Linked DNA regions of Mus musculus: region 2 is linked to region 1. The links are chromatin contacts, called in public HiChIP or PLAC-seq maps. All regions are on one chromosome and are shown on one strand. Each heading gives the region's core, a stretch centred on a gene start, on an enhancer-like site or on the middle of the called end of the contact. The rest is flanking DNA. Distances are from core to core; before and after follow the strand shown.

Evidence for each region. HiChIP or PLAC-seq counts read pairs in DNA pulled down with a chosen protein or histone mark.
Region 2: an H3K4me3 HiChIP or PLAC-seq map of bone marrow-derived macrophages shows a contact between it and region 1, with 4 times the contacts expected there. The contact joins the enhancer-like site here to the promoter of Acsl5 in region 1. A contact is called at or near these places in 14 of 39 promoter capture datasets (the 3T3-L1 cell line, 3T3-L1-derived adipocytes, the C10 cell line and 8 more), 3 of 15 datasets of contacts at CTCF or cohesin (CD8 T cells, the NIH/3T3 cell line and stem cell-derived epiblast-like cells), 29 of 484 Hi-C or Micro-C datasets (the AML12 cell line, CD4 T cells, the HPC-5 cell line and 18 more), 12 of 115 datasets of contacts at active chromatin or transcription factors (the 230-238 cell line, the HPC-7 cell line, the SCID.adh cell line and 8 more) and 3 of 9 other capture datasets (adipose tissue, liver and pancreatic islet).

The regions. Positions count from the first base shown.
Region 1 is chr19:55,252,044-55,255,286 of GRCm38.p6, forward strand. It overlaps Acsl5 (acyl-CoA synthetase long-chain family member 5), which reads left to right and starts at 1,326. Exons shown (of 22, transcript NM_027976.2): 1 at 1,326-2,123.
Region 2 is chr19:55,298,140-55,301,220 of GRCm38.p6, forward strand. Zdhhc6 (zinc finger, DHHC domain containing 6) reads right to left here. Exons shown (of 11, transcript NM_025883.4): 11 at 77-749. The coding sequence ends at 646. Among named protein-coding and RNA genes, the nearest start is that of Zdhhc6, 16 kb to the right of the region's middle. Within about 2 kb of position 1,427, at least 26 of the 459 cell types and tissues checked have an H3K27ac peak or open chromatin away from gene starts, as enhancers often do. A contact at or near this core is called in the HPC-7 cell line and bone marrow-derived macrophages, where this site is marked.

The DNA of each region.
Region 1 (3,243 bases), core at 76-2,575:
CCTCAACCTAGCTGCTGTGACCATTCTCAAGAGGTAAGCTGCCTTCTCTGGCCTATGGGCTAGAGGGAGTAGATAGATATGGCGGGGGAGAAAGTGAGTGTGTATTCATCTGTAACCTGACTAAAGCTCTTTCATAACAGGGGTGATAATCTCTCAGCTCACTTGTGTGGGAGGCAAAGAAAGATGTCAATTTGAAAGGAAAACATTTGAGCCACTTGACTCTTAGAAGAGGAAAAAAAAATCAAAAGAATTGGAAGAGAATGTGAGGGTATAAAGCCTTTTGTAAAGGGTAAAGTTGGAGCAAGGATGCAGGTTTCTTTCATCTTCCATTCAGAAATTCTTAAGAGGAGCCACTTAACAATTGTTGATGTCTCCGGAGGGAGGAAGGACTTCCGGGTTGTGACACTCTTAGGGTCTGGAAAGCATCCTAAAGGCAGGGTATGTGGTGACATTAGGAGCATCTCCTATAAGGGGAGTAGTATGCCTAACCCACTAGTATAGCTAGTGGTAGAGCTATAGTTGACCTAGTCTGTCTCTACGGTCTGCTCCATCGTATAGAAATCTTGGGCGATGTCAGAATCCTCCCCATGTGGGAAACATTTAGAGTGTCATTACCATGCGGTGGAACTGGATGGAAAGACAAGACAACAAGATCTTAGAATGACCCAGCCCTTGCTGAAACGGACACTTAATTCTAGAGATCCATGACGTCAAAAACAACAATTAGACTAGTTGGTGTGCTCCTGCTATGGGAGATGGGATAAAACAGGACTTAGAAACCAGAGATAGATATCCTAGATAGACATCTGAGGCTTGGCATGCACTTTCCCACCTGAGGTTTTCCTGGGGGGGGGGGGGACGCCGGGGGGGGGGGGGAGAAAAGTCTCCTGGGAAGCTGAGCTCCAAAATTAAACAAAAGCTAGAGGCACCTCTATCCGTCCTTCCCAAGGGGTCAGACCTGCAGGTCTCTGAGGTGTGGCACCGGTTTGTTTTTCCTGGTCTTTATAGCAGGGGTGGGTGGGTATGGGGTGCTCTCTGCACAAAGAAGGAATCCTAAGGTAGGCTAGCACTCTAGTGAAGTCTTCACCTTGAACTTCCTGTCAATCCTTGGAGGGATCAAGGCCGGGAAAATGCTACTTGATTCTGCGTGTCGTGAGGTTGCAGCGGGAGTGGGGGAGAGGGAGGGGGCAGAACCTGTCATCTCTCTTCCAATTCTGAGACCGAGGTCTCCTTGTGTCCCTGGGAGACCAGAACCTCAAAGGGTGATCGATTAAGACAACTGTGAACCCGGATAATGCTGAGGTGTAAGAGGGGTCACAGAACACATTTCATCCTTAAACTTGGCGGGGTGAGAGCCGGAGCTGAGCTGGTGTGTCTGCGGAAAGGGAGCCACTTCAACTGAATGGCTCTCTGCCCCCGTGGTTCCTGGCTTATTTATCTATTCTGTTGTCTCTGCGAGGTGCAGAGGTGCCTGGCTTTTTGAATCAGGGAGGTCTGGGGACTGGCGAAAGGAGCTACACAGAGAAAGAGACAGTCGTGCTGCATCTAACCTAAGGGCGGAGGTCCCTCTAGCTGGACTTTCCTGTCCTGCGAACGCAGCGGGGAACAACGTCACCTCCGTTTCTCTGGCAATGAACCCAGGGCCACCTCAACTCGTTTTCATTTGGATTTTCATCTTGGAGAAGAGCTAGTGGGACCAGCGGGAGCAGGTGGACTGTGTTGATGCAAAGGTGGCTCGTGTTTCAGCCCCTGGGGATTGAGGTTAAAGGCTTTGAAAACCGGCTAGGGTAGCTTTGGATATCTGTCTCCTCCTAGTCAAAAGCGGTTCCACTTTCAGTTGTGAAGGAGGAGGGAAAAAAAAGCCAAACCAGGAAGTGAAGTCCCCAGCACCAGCATGTCAGAAAGCCCGGCTATGGCCTGGCTGGGACAGATCAGGGCAGGGCAGAAGTGGGGCCACTAGCCAGGCTGCCTGCCTGCCTGCCTGCATGGACGCTCTGAAGTCACCCTGCCCGCGGAGAAGCCCGGGGTGAGGAAGGGAGGACCGAGGCTCTCCTGCCAGCAAGAAGCCGGAGCCAGAAAGCCTCACTCGGAAGCTCCAAGGCGTGCGTGCGGCCCTTCCCAGGGTAAGGGATCTGGAGCCGGGTGTGATCCTAGGACGGGGCTCCTGCACGCGTGACAGAGGCATCCCAAATCCCTCCTCCCTGCCCACTTCAGGAAGCTGCTTGGAATTCAAAGCTTGCTGTGCCTCCACGTGTGCGCGCCATGCTCTCTCTGCCTGGGAGTGGAGGGCTCCTCTGCATCAGGAGGGATGAGGGGAAGGAGGAAGAGGACACAGGGAGGGACTTTCTCTTAAGGGGTGGAATACAAGCAGAGACCTTTTGGCAGACCCGAGCACGTGGCGGCATAGCTCCCTGGGGTGGGCTGGGGGGTGGGGGTGGGGGGTTAACCCTGATTTTCACTGAGTTTTGACTCCCTCTGATGGTAAGAGCTAAGGAATCAGTCCAAAGAGATGGAGATACAGGCCGAATGAAGCTGGGTCTCTTTTCAGAGCTATAAACACTGGTTAGACCTAAGATGCTCTTAAAGGGTTTTGGGAGCCTTGAAAAGGGGCTGCAGGAGCTGGGCTTTGATACCTCCTAGTGGTATCGCCCCTCCCCCTCCCCTTTGACAGTCTAGTCTGAATGGCAGGGTTGAATCTAAACTTCCTACTTACAGTTGATTGGTGCCTTGTAAGAGGCAGGGTCTAAAATAAAATAAAGCATTGGTCAGGTTTAAAAACTGGAGATAGAAGGCAGTGGATTCTGACCCCGCCCTCTGTGTGCACATGGCAGTTATTTCAGGTAATTTTAGAATTCACCTTGGAAGGAACAGTATAAAATCTTGTGAGCATCACTCATGTGTCCGTCTCTACCAATGAAAGGCACAATAGACTAAATAAAACAATAGCTGTAAATGCAGGCGCTTTGAGAAAAGCAGGTAGCTTACTTAGGCAGGCGAAGTAGCTGGTGTATTTATGGGATATTGGTGTTGGAGACACTAGAAAAAATTGCAGCTCCTATAACCCAGAGAAGCATATTCAATTTAATTAAAAAAAATACTGTTCAGATAAACGAAATTTCAGCCAAGCTATATTACAATTTTATTTTATTTTATTTATTTATTTATTTTGAAACTGATTTTTCACTTTACTTCTTAGGCAGGTGGGGCTGGCCATCTGCCTGTCTCAGCTGCCCAAGTGCTGGG
Region 2 (3,081 bases), core at 177-2,676, 46 kb after region 1:
CACTGAACTGAACGTCTTAAAGCTCATGACTCAACACGACTACACTTGGCAGCAGGGCAATGTTTTCATAAGGACGTCAGAGAAACCTTTTTACTCAGAAGACAAAATAAACCACCACCACCACCACCAAACCAAAAAGCAAACTAAAAACAATGCTTTTTGGTGAAAACTATAATTTTTACAGAACATCCATTGACCTTTATTGGATTTGACAAAAATCTGTATTATTAAAAGTAACCAAATTTGAGTTTATATTGAATCTGACAAGTTTTACAGTCTCTAGAAGATTATGAAGGAAATGTCAACTGAGGAAGAAACAGAGTAACCACATGCAAGATGCTCCTGTCCAGTGGGGAATTAGACCTGCAGGGGAAGTCAGATGTGCAGCACACAGAAAGGGCAAGTTGCTCACTGGGCTGGAACGGCCTTGCTTCAGTAGGAAGAAGTGGAAAGACGGCAGGAATTCAAAGGCATATGCAGAATGGCTTCTGTTTCAAAACGGTAATAAACATTTCTGAAGTCATGGCACTAGGGCATCTTTGAGGAAAAGAATACCTTAAGCAGAGTAGGCTCGTTGCATAATTCTCAGGTACTACATGTGGATTTTCAAGTAATGAAGACTTAGTGATCTCACTTTAACAGTGGCTATCTGTTCTTCTTCTCCCCCTCTGGGGCTGGATCTGAGTCACCATCACAGGGACACTTTTCCACACAGTTTCTAGGAAACCACCCTCTTACTCTTGAAGTACCTGAGGGAGAAAGTGATGCCACAGTGAAGCAGGTGGCAGGACCAGGTGACATTACCAGGAGCAAGTTCTACTGTTTCAAGTGAAGATTAGTTGTTAAGACTTCCTGCTGTCCCCTCAGTAGCTCTCAGACACAGGCCAGGGAAAAGTCTCCAAATGGTTCTACCAAGCTAGGAAATGGGAAGACTCTAGCTCCTATCCCATCATCTAAGACTAGTGTGGTCTGGACAGTGCCTAACTGGATCTTCGGTCACTAACTATACGGTGATTGTTGTGGCACACCATTACAGTACACTCCAAGGATGACCCTCCTAACGCCTCTCTGCATTTCCTTCTCAAGTCTTTCCTTGTTTTCTTCTTCTTCTTCTTCTTTTTTTTTTTTTTTTTTTTTGAGAGAGTTCTGCTATGTAGTTCAGGGTCTGCTGTGAACCTATGATCTTCTGAATACTAGGTTACAGCCATCTGCTCCCAGGCTATGAATTTCTATACCAGAATCACCTAAGCTGTCTTATGGAGTAAACTATGATTAATCCTAAGTATTTTCTTTAAGAACATCTCAGGTTGATCTTTAAAATTTAAACCTTAGCTTTAAAAGGAACTTCCCCTTAAAGGGGATGTGACTGTGACTTGGGGTGGGGTGGGGGATGGGTGAGAGTGGAGGGAAGGGAAGGGAAGCTGGATGTATGTAATCTATTTCCTGACTCTACAGTTCCCTACAGTCTCCACCCATCTGCAGCCTGGGCTGTGAGTGAGCTGCTTTTGCATATTAGTTCCATGCTTCACTTTTCACTGATAGCCAAAAGACATCCATCAGAATTTATTTGATTAATTTTAAAAATCAGCATACAGAGTAATGAGTTTTCTCATAATAATGGTTCTTCCATCCCGCCCTCATCTTCCTTCTAATCCCCTTCCTAATAATCCGTTTGTTTTCATGTCATAGGTCTGTATCCAAATACCTCTCTTTTAAAAACTGTTTTATCCTTTCTTGTTTAAACATACCCAAACCACCGGCTAGAATCGACATATGAAAACAGGTTGTAGTGTTTGTCTGAGCCTCATAATGAAATTCAGTTGCATCCATTTTCTTGGAAATAGCATTTAACATTTCTTTATAGATGAATAAAAATTCCACTGTGTGTATGTAATGTATTTCCTCTACCCATTCATCTACTGGTGAATATCTCGGCTGTTTTTTCCTTAGCTACTGTGAATGTTTCAGGAATAAATCACTGTGTGCGAGTGTCTCTGTGGTAGGACTGAAGAGTCATTTAAATATATCCTCTGGATCCGCACAACCTGAGTAATACGGAAGTTCTATTTGTAGTTTTTTGAGAAACCTCCACATTGTTTGCAGGGGACTGTAGCAGTCTACCATCCCAACAGCAGTGACCAGGGGCTCCTGGTCCCCACATTTCTTGTCGTTTGTTCTCCTTGCTGGCAGCTATTTACTTTCTGTGTTTGAATATGACCTGCCAAGTGCTCCTGGCTTTTATGGTTACTGACAAGAGTCTGACGTTATCCTGACGGGTCTACCTTTGCCTTCCCCCATAGCCTTTTCCTTTGCTTTTCATTTTTGACATCTTGACTGAGTTCTTCTCTGACCAAGACTATTTGGGTTCTACATGCATCTTGTGTCTGGGTGTCCATTTCTTCCTCTCAGTCTCTGAAACTTTCTAATTTCATTGACTAAACTGCCTCTGAAGTCAGACTATCTCCTAGTTTTAGTCTCTTTTCTTAGGTTTAGTTTCCTGAATGCATTTCAGAGGTTTTGGAAGTTTCCGTCCTGCTGTTTTGTTTTTATGTCTGAGAATATCACTGTCTTGAGCCATATGTCCATAACCGTGCTCTGCCTGGTCATGCCAACGCCTGCTTCCTTTCTTTCCACTGCCTTTTTTTTTTTTTTTTTTTTTTTTTGGATTGCCTTTCACTTGCAGCATTTCTGTTTGTTTCTTTGTCAGTGTCTTAGTTACTCACTGAATTTTTCCTGCACTTTTAAATTTCTTGCCAAGTGACTGACATCTCCTTATTAATGTTTCCATCAAGGTTCTGAACTGGTTTCCTTGTTGCCCTCACCTGCTCTCCAGTCTTTACTGGACAGTGATCCTTCTAGAATGCAGGGCTCTGAAGGCTTTCCCCACCATTTTAGCTACCTCCATAGCTCTCCTTTCTGTGACTGAGAAGCTGTGAATTTGGGTGGGTTTCCTCGAGCTGTGGTCTGAGGCTTGCACATTTCTGTGCTCTATGAATCTGTTGGGACGAGCGTGTCCTTTGCTGCTTCCTCTCCCTCTGCTCATTTCTCCTAGTTTCGTTTGATGTGAGTTTTCCTGGCTAG